Regions from separate parts of the Mus musculus genome. Here all the other regions are linked to region 2. A link is a contact called in public Hi-C data. All regions are on one chromosome and are shown on one strand. The core of a region is the stretch at or near the end of the contact, and the rest is flanking DNA. Distances in the headings are between cores, read along the strand shown. Region 1 overlaps Wwox (WW domain-containing oxidoreductase). Region 2 overlaps Gm31037 (a long non-coding RNA gene). Region 3 overlaps Wwox (WW domain-containing oxidoreductase).

What was found. Hi-C and Micro-C count contacts between places; a contact is called where the count stands out from the background.
Region 1: a Hi-C map of uterus shows a contact between it and region 2. The contact joins two enhancer-like sites. A contact is called at or near these places in 3 of 484 Hi-C or Micro-C datasets (adipose-derived mesenchymal stem cells, bone marrow-derived macrophages and uterus).
Region 3: a contact with region 2 is called in a Hi-C map of uterus, with 2.7 times the contacts expected there. The contact joins two enhancer-like sites. A contact is called at or near these places in 1 of 15 datasets of contacts at CTCF or cohesin (the NIH/3T3 cell line), 1 of 484 Hi-C or Micro-C datasets (uterus), 2 of 115 datasets of contacts at active chromatin or transcription factors (astrocytes and fibro-adipogenic progenitors) and 1 of 9 other capture datasets (embryonic stem cells).

Annotation. Positions count from the first base shown.
Region 1 is chr8:114,772,702-114,775,895 of GRCm38.p6, reverse strand. The region is part of intron 8 of Wwox (WW domain-containing oxidoreductase); the gene reads right to left. Among named protein-coding and RNA genes, the nearest start is that of Gm16118, 66 kb to the right of the region's middle. Within about 2 kb of position 1,590, at least 58 of the 459 cell types and tissues checked have an H3K27ac peak or open chromatin away from gene starts, as enhancers often do. A contact at or near this core is called in uterus, where this site is marked.
Region 2 is chr8:115,857,885-115,861,077 of GRCm38.p6, reverse strand. The region is part of intron 1 of Gm31037 (a long non-coding RNA gene); the gene reads right to left. Among named protein-coding and RNA genes, the nearest start is that of Gm31037, 3.2 kb to the right of the region's middle. Within about 2 kb of position 1,492, at least 5 of the 459 cell types and tissues checked have an H3K27ac peak or open chromatin away from gene starts, as enhancers often do. A contact at or near this core is called in uterus, where this site is marked.
Region 3 is chr8:114,456,679-114,460,374 of GRCm38.p6, reverse strand. The region is part of intron 4 of Wwox (WW domain-containing oxidoreductase); the gene reads right to left. Among named protein-coding and RNA genes, the nearest start is that of Wwox, 19 kb to the right of the region's middle. Within about 2 kb of position 2,049, at least 14 of the 459 cell types and tissues checked have an H3K27ac peak or open chromatin away from gene starts, as enhancers often do. A contact at or near this core is called in uterus, where this site is marked.

The sequences.
Region 1 (3,194 bases), core at 341-2,840, 1.1 Mb after region 2:
ACCACGGCAGGATGCTGGTGCAGCCCCAGATAGGATGTCCACTGAAACACAGATGCCATGTGCCTGTTTCCTCAAGGATAAGGGACCCGATGTGACCCGCTGGGGGCTTGTTTGCAGGGATCTGCAAAACCTCACATCAGAGACACACAGATTTAATGAGCTGAGCACACTAGCCATCTTCCAAAGCACTCCCAGGAGAGGGTGCAGCTGGGACACATCTACAAGACGGGAACCAGAGTACCCTGGCACTTGTCCGAGACGGGGCCTGTTGGTTGCCTTTGCCAGTTGTATCTGTGCCCCCCCCCCCCCCACGATGGTCAGTTGCTCTAAATAAATATCCGTGGTTCCTGGGCATAACTCAGACTTTGCATTTAAAATTAGATCTATAGTGGCTTGGCCAAAATTTGTGTGTGAGTGTGTGTGTGCACTCGAGAGTGTGCGTGTGTGCGTGCATGCGCGCGATGGGTATGTAGCTGCCTGCAGAGGCCAGAGGAGCATGTCAGAGTTCTTGGAGCTAGAGTTACAGGTGGTTATGTGCTGCCTACTACGGGAGCTGGAAAGCAAACGTGGGTCATTTAAAAGAAGAGCAATGAGCACTCTTGATGCTGAGCCACCTCTCCCGTCTTTGCTTTTTCTTCAGTACGGTTTTATATTTGTGTGCATTTGTAGTGTGTATATGTATGCGTGTGCACGTGATGTTCACACCAATTCCCCACAGAGTCAACATTAGATGTCTTCCTCTACTACTCTCTATACATGCCTTCCCCTACCCCTTTGATTCAGTATGCGCCATTTCAGCTCAGTTGGCTGCCAGGGACCCTAGGATCTGTCTCTATCTCTACCTAGGTTTCCTCAGCTGGAGCCAAGTGCTCAGCCTTCTTAAGTGGGTTCTGGAGATCTGACCTCAGGTTCTCATGCTTATTCAGCAAACAATTTACCTGCTGAGCCACCTCCCCAATCCTTTCAAAATTAATTTATATTCAGATATTATTACCGTTACTTGTTCCTTTAAACAGAGCAGCACACAGAGAAATCGCTAGTGTTCTCTTCTATCAGAACACGGGCTGGTCCAGCCTACACATTTGCTCATGGTTGGGTGGACAGGTAGCAAGCAATGCTATCTGGGCTGACCTCTTCATCTGAGATCACCTTGTCTTCGTTAGAAGAATCTTGCTTCTCCTGTGTGTTCCACAGTGGTACAGAACAGACAGGGCCCGAGTCTTACTGTAGAACAGGCCTCTGGTAAGTTATAATTAATCAGCTTCAACCTTCTAACAGGAGCCAGCTGGTGAACGTGACATTGCTGGAACTGGACAGGTGTGGCAGTGAGACACACGGTCCCTTGCCGGTCACAGGGTATTCCAGTAGGTGGGTAGGACTGGGGAGATTCTGAGCGCCCACCTCTGAGGACTGGACAGAGTAAAATAAAAAAAGAGTGAAAGATTCCCTTTCATTTTTTTCTTCTTCTCTTTCTCAGGTTAATATGAAATTTTAGGAGCACAGGAGCGAGACTTCCGGCTCGACAGAGCGGCTAAGTCACCGAGCCGACTTTTCTCTGAAGCAAAAGCGATGTACAATGTTGATGTGTGCCAAGAACTCACTTGGGCATGGGGCCAAGAGAATGCGGCCTGTCAGTCGTCCGTGGGGGAACGAGAGAGCAGGGAGTCCAAGCACATTTGGAGAGATGCCTTACAGTTCTGAGGCAGCCTTTTCACGTCCACAGAAGCCCTGCCCCCCCCCCCCCCACCCAAACTCGAAACCTCTTGTTTCTGGCTCTGGGAGGCAGCTGTTGGCGAAGACATACCTCTTTGGCAAACCAACGTCATCCTCAAGCAGACCCTGTGGTGTGAGGGGTCTGGAAGGGGCCAGGCCAAGGTGGTAAACCTTCCTACCAGATCATCTCTTGTCTCTTGCATTCAGCCAAGGCAATGTGCTCTGCAGAGCCAACCCTTGCCTGTCTCAGAATCATGACTTGCTTGTGACTAAGTAGAGGCTGAATCGGCACCCTGATCCCCCACACCCCCCCACACCCCCCAGAGCCCTGGAGTCCCCTCCACACCCCCCCCCCAGCCCTGGAGTCCCCTCCACCCGCTCTTTACAAAATCAGTTCATCTGGGTAATTTTTAAAGCGCAGCACGTGGGCCAGCTGGAATTGTTTGCCTCTTCCTGGCCAAATGTTTGGGGCGCCTTCCAGCCTTCAGTCTACATGCTGTGTGTGTGTGCTAGCAAGATCTGGAAGGCACGTCCAGGACTGGGAAGGAGGGTGTTGCTGACCGCAGGACCCGCCAACTTCCCTAGGCAGGAATGAGAAAGAAGCCTGCTCTTTTTAGGCAAGCCACTGTCAGGCAACACTGTCAGGCAGTGATTCTCTGGGCTTGGATATTAATGCTCACATTCACTGGCTTCTGAGCTAAACCCCCCATCCCAGATCCTTAAAAAGAGAAGATGATTTTCCAGGGAAAGGAGTGTGTGTGTGTGTGTGTGTGTGTGTGTGTGTGTGTGTGTGTGTGTGTGTATGTGTGTGTGTGTGTGTGTGTGTGAGCTTATTTATGCTGCTCTTATCCAGAACAGGGCTGATAGGAAAGTCACTGGACAAGGGTCTGCCTGGCAGGATGCTGCCTGCCTTCCTTCTAGAAAGCAGGCTACTTAGATAAGGTGCAGTAGTGGCAGAAGTCGCCTTGAACACTTGGCAAGTGTGTTCATTTAGAAGGAAATAATACAAAGAGAAGGGCAGAATATTCTGTCTGCCTCCTCCCTCCAGCCACGGGGAAGGTAGATAATTAGACTTCATTTACAATCCAGAGCTTTCAAAAATAAGACCTGTGTTGGTTATTTATTTATTTATTTTTAAAGATCTTTTAACTTTGAAGTTCTGGAGATTGGGGCGGGAAGCTGCCTTGTGTGAAATGTGCCTGGCCTATTGTACTTGGGGGAGTCGGAAAAAAAAAAAAAAAAAAAAAAAAAAAACGGGGACAATAATAGCCCTTCACGGAGGAGACGGGATTGTGTTCAACACACCATTTATCTCCTTTTGGACACAAAAGCATATGTGCAAATATGTCCATTTATACATTCTTCTTCTGGGGGCCTGTGACTCTTCCAAGTCATTATTCATATTAATTAATGTGTGTTTGGTTTATAAACTGCTGGGCTTAAGAACTCAAGTTGAAATGTTCTAGGAAAGTCAATACCCC
Region 2 (3,193 bases), core at 243-2,742:
TACCCTCTTTAGGTTGATATTAAGATGACAATGCTAGAGGTTGGGGTCAGTTTTGAAAGATGGCCCCCTGCCCTTCAACGTCTTCTCCCCAAGATGGTTCCTTAATTCTAAGGAGAAACATTATCTCAGAAAAAAAATCAAGAGGGACAGCTCTAGAAGTTGAATACACAAGGTTGGCCTCAGAGCACCATACACATACATGTACATGTAGTTACACAGACACAGACACAGACACAGACACAGACACAGACACAGACAAAGACACACACACACACACACACACACACACACAGAGAGAGAGAGAGAGAGAGAGAGAGAGAGCACATGAATATCCACACATGAACACAATTCTCACAATTCTTCATGTACTTGATATGTGTTACTGAAGTTGGTTGTCCAGTTTAATTTGGGTTTTAGAAAGATGCATCTGTATTTGGGGTCCCAATAAAATAAATCCAGAATCTAACATTGACAGCTAAATCTGATCCTCTTTCTGGTGAGATCATCACAGAGCACTCTTGATGTGCACTCTTTCCTGTGGGTTGAAAAGCCTCTCTTTTCAGGATATGGTCTCAGTGAGTGCCTGAGTTCCATAGTCCTTGTCTATGGTTACCATTGGATTAAGCTATATTCTTTGCATCCAAGTCTAAGGTCAACTTCCCCTCTCTGTCATGAACACTATCCCAGGATGATAGACTACTGTCCTCCCCCATCTTTAACTTTTTTTTTTACACATCACTCCTAAGAAGGTTGTCAGAACGCTGTTATCTGCCACCGGATGATCGTCAGCGTCTGAGCCACTGCGTGTTCTTTTTGAAGATGATCAACTTATGGGTTTAGAGTAGAATTCGGTTTCTTTGATACTGTCTCCCCAAGGTCAGATCATCACTGGTCTGATCACCTACCTCTGGTTCAGACCTTTAAATAGGCACTTGTTCCTATTAACAAGGATAAAAGCGGTTCACAGGCTCAGCATCTCAGTGTCGCTGGATAGAAGCGAGAGTGCCAGTCCCTGCTTTCCTGGATGATTAACTACAGAAATGGCTGGGGCTCAGACAAAACCACTGTTGAAGTTCACAAATTTCTAGTACTCATATTCCACTTCATAGATTCTCTCAGCTCATTTGCCTAGGACCCATCTTGGTCTATAGATGCATATAAAGGGCCATGCTCAATGTTTTCCTCAGACAGGATGATAGCATTCTGTGCTCCAAAGCCATGAAAATTATTCCAAGATTTGATTTTTCTATATTCTTCAAGATCTACCAGCAATCCCTAAGCCTGAGCTTTATTCTTGATGTGTCTCACACTATTATTGTTTAAGTTCAGTGGCTTTGCCAACACATTGTGACCCCGCTCTATAATGACGCACTGTGGCCATATGCCCCATCTCCACAAGTCCTGGGCTTGCCGCCCATGCTGTCCCCACCCCTGACTCCCACTCTATGCACAAGGGCCTCAGAAGGCAGAACTTAATTCAGACCAGCTGCCTTTCTTCTGCTGCTCCAGATAAACATGGGCCTGAGCGCACTGTGCTAGCTCAGTTGGACCCATGAGAGAGGTAGTCGAATGGCAAATCCACCTCGCAAGCCTGTAACGTTCTCTCATGGGACACTTGATCTGCCTTTCCCGTCCAGATCTGCTGAGTATTTTAATGTTGTAGTTTGTCTTGTCTGTTTACAACATCGTCAGTATCTATGGCATCTCTCCCAATAAGAGGTCACGAGGACCTTCCCTTGAACTCCAGCTTCTGCTACTTTGGGGGTGACCATCAACTTCTTGGAAACTGCTGCTGCCCCCAACAGTTAATGTCATGTGCATTGTGAAGCTTAGCATTAAAGATTAAAAAAAAAAATAACCACACTTTGTGGTGATGTTTGGTGTTCTTTACACCATGTAATAGAAGAGAGATAGATAGGAATTTTGAAAAATAGATTTCTGGTTGACCACAAGTGGAGAGAGACCGCTGACAGAAACGTTGACCCTCTGAGTAGCTCTTCCAGGCTGTACGCGCTATTGTATGACTTCTTTCCTTCCCTGGGGTTGCTGGGAAGGTCTTTAGGCCTCAGTTCTTTCTGTGGCATTGTTCTACTTACTCCTCAGCTGAGCAGATGCCAGACATCTAGCCCCTGGTTCTGTCATGTATGGCTCCAGGCAGCTCTGAATGCTCACATCATTGTGTCTAGACAGGCAGCCAAAATAGCCTCAAATGAGCCTCCTTCCCTTTCTTCCTTTCTTTCTCCCCCCACCCCTTTCTTTTTCTTTTTCTTTTTCTTTTTCTTTTCCTTTTCCTTTTTCTTTTTCTTTTTTTTTCTTTTTCTTTTCCTTTCCTTTCCTTTTCTTTTTTCTTTTTGTTGTTGTTTTGGTTTTGGTTTTTCAAGTCACAGTTTCTCTGTGTAGCCCTGATGGTCCTGGAACTCACTCTGTAGACCAGGCTGGCCTCGAACTCAGAAATCCACCTGCCTCAGCCTCCCGAGTGCTGGGATTAAAGGCATGTGCCACCACTGCCAGGCTCTCCCCTTCTTTCTTTCTCCCTTTCTCTCTCTCTCTCTCTCTTTCTTTCTTTCTTTCTTTCTCTCTCTCTCTCTTTCTTTCTTTCTCTTTCCTCCATTTCTAGCCTCCGTTTCTCCCTTCCTTATTTCCCTCCCTTCTCTACTTTATCTCCTTATCCCCTCCTTTTCCTCCTTTTTTACTGTCTCCCTCATTTTCCTCTTCCTCCTTCCTCTTTTGTTCTCTCTTTCCTTTTACTTTTTCCTCACTTCCTCCCTCCATCCCTTCTTTCCTTTCTTTCTACTCCTCTTTTCTTCCTTCTTTCTCTCCTCTCTTCCTCTTTTCCTTTCTTCCTTCCTTCCCTACCTCCTTTCTTTCTTCTCTCTCTCTCTCCCCACCCCTTGTCCGTGTCTTGAATTCATCTGGGAATCTCTGTAGTAAATTGAATGCACCATCTTTGCTCACCTGGGCTCACAAATATTGATCCTCACCCAGAATAAGGCTCCAGAGGTTCTTTCTAAGCACTATCTTCATCTGCTGTCAGAATCCTACCTTCCTTTCCATCCCTAGTGGCTAGAGCCTCCTGTGGGGAGACTCTGGACCATCTCCATCATACTGCCTGTCTTTCCTGAGAACCCCTAAGAGCAAAGGCCTTTTTAGGAGAATGACTGTTCACTTTATTGGATGATTGCTATCCTTGCCT
Region 3 (3,696 bases), core at 800-3,299, 1.4 Mb after region 2:
TAAATAAATAAAATGGGCCATTAGTTTTTACCTGTCCTAAATGATAACTAGGAGCTCTGCTCTTAGCCAAATACCCTACACACATACACACACACATTCATATATACTATATCATGCACATATGCATATACTACATACGTGTGCACACACACACTATATATACACACACGCACATGTTACACACATATGTACACATGCACACACATACCATACACACATACAAACAGACCACACACAGGCACATACACACTACATACATGTACATATTCACTATACACAGACGCACAGTCTACACACATGTGCACACACTATATACATGCACACACTACACGTATATGTACACATGCACACACACCATACACAATACACACAGGCACACACATACTACATAAACACATGCATGTATACATATTCCTATATACAGGCATCCCCATTACACACACATGTACACACCACACACACATAAATGTGCAAACCCACATGCACATTCTCACATAAACATGATCACCCACACCAATCACTGGATTCCAAGGGACTCAGCAGCAGACAAGATAGCACAAGTTTTAGGTCTATATGGACCTTCCTGCTCTCAAGATATCAAACTGGTATAGCTGCGATGCCAGGAAACTGCTCCCAAAACTCAGACATAGCTTTTCTAGACAAAATTTCCCAGTCCAGAGATTCATTGAGGAAAGAAATAGAGAGGGACAGAAGTTCTCCAAGTTATCACAATCCAGATGTGAAACGACCCCCACAGACAGGTGGCTGAACACCTGGCTCCCAGCTGGTGATTCTGTTTTGAGAGGTTACAGAGCCCTTTGGACATAGGATCTTGCTGACAGAAGACAGGTCAGCCCTGAGGGGCAGGCCTTGAGGACCAGAATCCGACTGCACTTCCAGCAGGTCAGTTTCCTGATCCATCGAGATGTAAACAAGGCATACGGCAAGCTCTTCAGTCCCCGAGCCTTCCCCACTATGGTGAACTGTACCTTCTAGAACCCTGAGCCTAGAATCACTTCTACCAGGATTTGTTGCCAGGACAAGAAGTGTACCTGATAATCTGATGCTAAGGTTCTGGGACAACGCATTAATACATTATTGTCCAGGTACAGTAATGTCCCTCCTCGGAGGATGTTGACATCCTGATCTCTAGGATTGTCACCTGACACAGCAAAGTGGATTTTGGCAATGGGGTCAAATGAAGGGTCTTAAAATGGAGGAAGGATGGTCTTGGATTATGGAGGGAGAGGAGAAATACTGGATATAATCACAATAGCTGATAGATGGAGGCACTGAATAGCTAGACCACTCTGGGAGAAAAGGTAGCTGGAGCAATGTACTGGAAAGTTAGAGGGTGGAGGATAGGGCTATGAACCAAGGGACACAGGCAGCCGCTAGGAGCTTTAGGAAAGAGAAGGAAATGGGTACCCCAACCCCCACCCCAAAGCCTCCAGAAGGACCAGCCCTGCTAGCACCTTGACTTTAGCCCAGTGAGACGAACTTAACTTCTGACCTCTGTTATCTGAGGTGCAGAAACCTAGTTTGTTTTAAGCCAGTGGGTACATGATACTCTTTCACTGCAGTGACAGGAAATGAATACTAAATAAATAGGGAAGGACCATGCGACAGATATGGCGTATACGTGTACAGTCTGGTTAGTCGGTCTCAGAGTGCCTGGCGATGACGCACAAGTGTTAACTGGCTCCATCCCTGACCGAGAGAAAAATACAAAGGAAGGACAAGAGGCAGGGGACGCTGGCCAAGCAGCAATTACACTTGGTGAAAAAGGAGTCTCGTGCACGTAGACATCAGCTCTGCAGGCAGAAAAGATGGTGTCTCTTGCCAAAAATCTGACTTGGCTCCTGGCTGAGACGTCTCTTGGAATGGATGTGTTACAGCGCTCCCCGATGTACCCGATACTCAGTTTGGTAACCGTACATGAACTCGGAAGGGAAATGTCTTCACTAACAGATAAAGCTGTAATGGCATGGGGTTTGTTTGGTCCTGTTTTGTTTCTTTCTTTGAATACACTGATGATCTCTCGGCCGAGACGAGCTTCTTAAACCCAGCTGCCGAGCTGAGAGAGTACAGCTGGTTACTCTACATCACGGCCGGCCACACATAAGAGAGCGCAATGCAGTTAGAGGACAAGATGGGGGGGGGGGCTTGCGGGGGAGGGGGAATGCAAAAGTTTGGGAGGGTCATCCTTGAGGACACGAGTGGCTAACAGTGAGAGGCCCTTTTGTTTGTTTTTGTTCTCTTCCCATTTTTAAGTGTGTATGTATGGTGCACAAGTATATGTGTATATTTGCATAAATGTGGGCACATGTGTGTGTGTGAGAGAGAGAGAGAGAGAGTGTGTGTGTGTGTGTAGGTCCTTGGTCACTATCAGGAAACACCCCCATCGATCTACCATACTCACTGAGGCAGGGACTCTCAGTCAAACCCAGAGCTTGCTGATACACCTAGTCTCACTCTCTCAGGCCGAAAGGGCTAGTGGGCCGCTGAGCCCACTGGCATTATGTGGCCACCAAACCAGCTGTACATCACATAGTCTAGTCCCTCAACATCTGGCTCCCTTTCTGAACACTGGGGCCTAGGCCTGAAGCAACCTCAGCAGCCCTAGTGAAAAAGCTATCAAGAGTGGCCTAGAATGTTCCATCTACGGAAGGAATGAAAACACTCTCCCTTCTCTTCTAACCTTCAGGGCTCTTTCCTACAGCTGAGAGGTTATTTTCCTCCACACACAGCCGTAAGCACCCTGATCCTAAGGGACTCTGCCTTATCATGCTTCCATCCATTAATTGGTCCATGCACAACAGACACAGAGCTGGGAATGGTAGCATGTGCTTAGGTCTCTGCACTCAAAGTCAGCCGAGCCTACGCAACCCCATGTGTAACAGGCCAATGTGGGGGTCACTGAGACGGCTCAGGAAGTGAGAGCGCTCACCATTGTGCCTGATGACCACAGCTGGATCCCAGAGACCCATACAGTAGAAAGAGAAGAGACTGTTAAAGTTATCCTTACACACACACACATACACACACACAGACACACACACACACACACACACACACACTCACACACACACACACACACACACACACTCTCTCACACACACACACACACACACACACACACACACACACACATACACTCTCTCTCACACACACACACAAATAAATGTAACTTCGAAATGTTTTAAGAGACAGAGAGTCTCTACATTTTACAAATGAAGAGCCTTATATTTAAAATACTAAAGTGGCCTGCCCTAGGTCACTGAACAAGTTAACTGTCATTCCACTAGTTTTCTTCCTTCTATGTCCCAAGAGCCTCCAGTCAAGGTGCTGACCCTCTGGGTGCTGATAAAATCACACGCCAGCATTGACTCATTCTCGCGTATTCCAGAGGAGAGGGGCTGCAAACCTGGACACTTAGTCTTAATACAGCAGACAGCCCTGCAAACCAGGAGTTTCATGAGCGAGGGTCCTAATGAAACAACTGTGATCTGAGTCATACAAGGGCTAACGGTTCAAGTCCCTCCAGTCCCTGTCTGTGATATCTTTTTCTGCTCCCAGGCTACAGAAACAATAACCAGACAGCCTCATTGGATTTGGTTTTTGTTTTTTGTTTTGTTTTGTTTTGGGGGGAGGGGTGTTGTTTGGTTTGTTTTGGCTACATGATGGTACTATCTG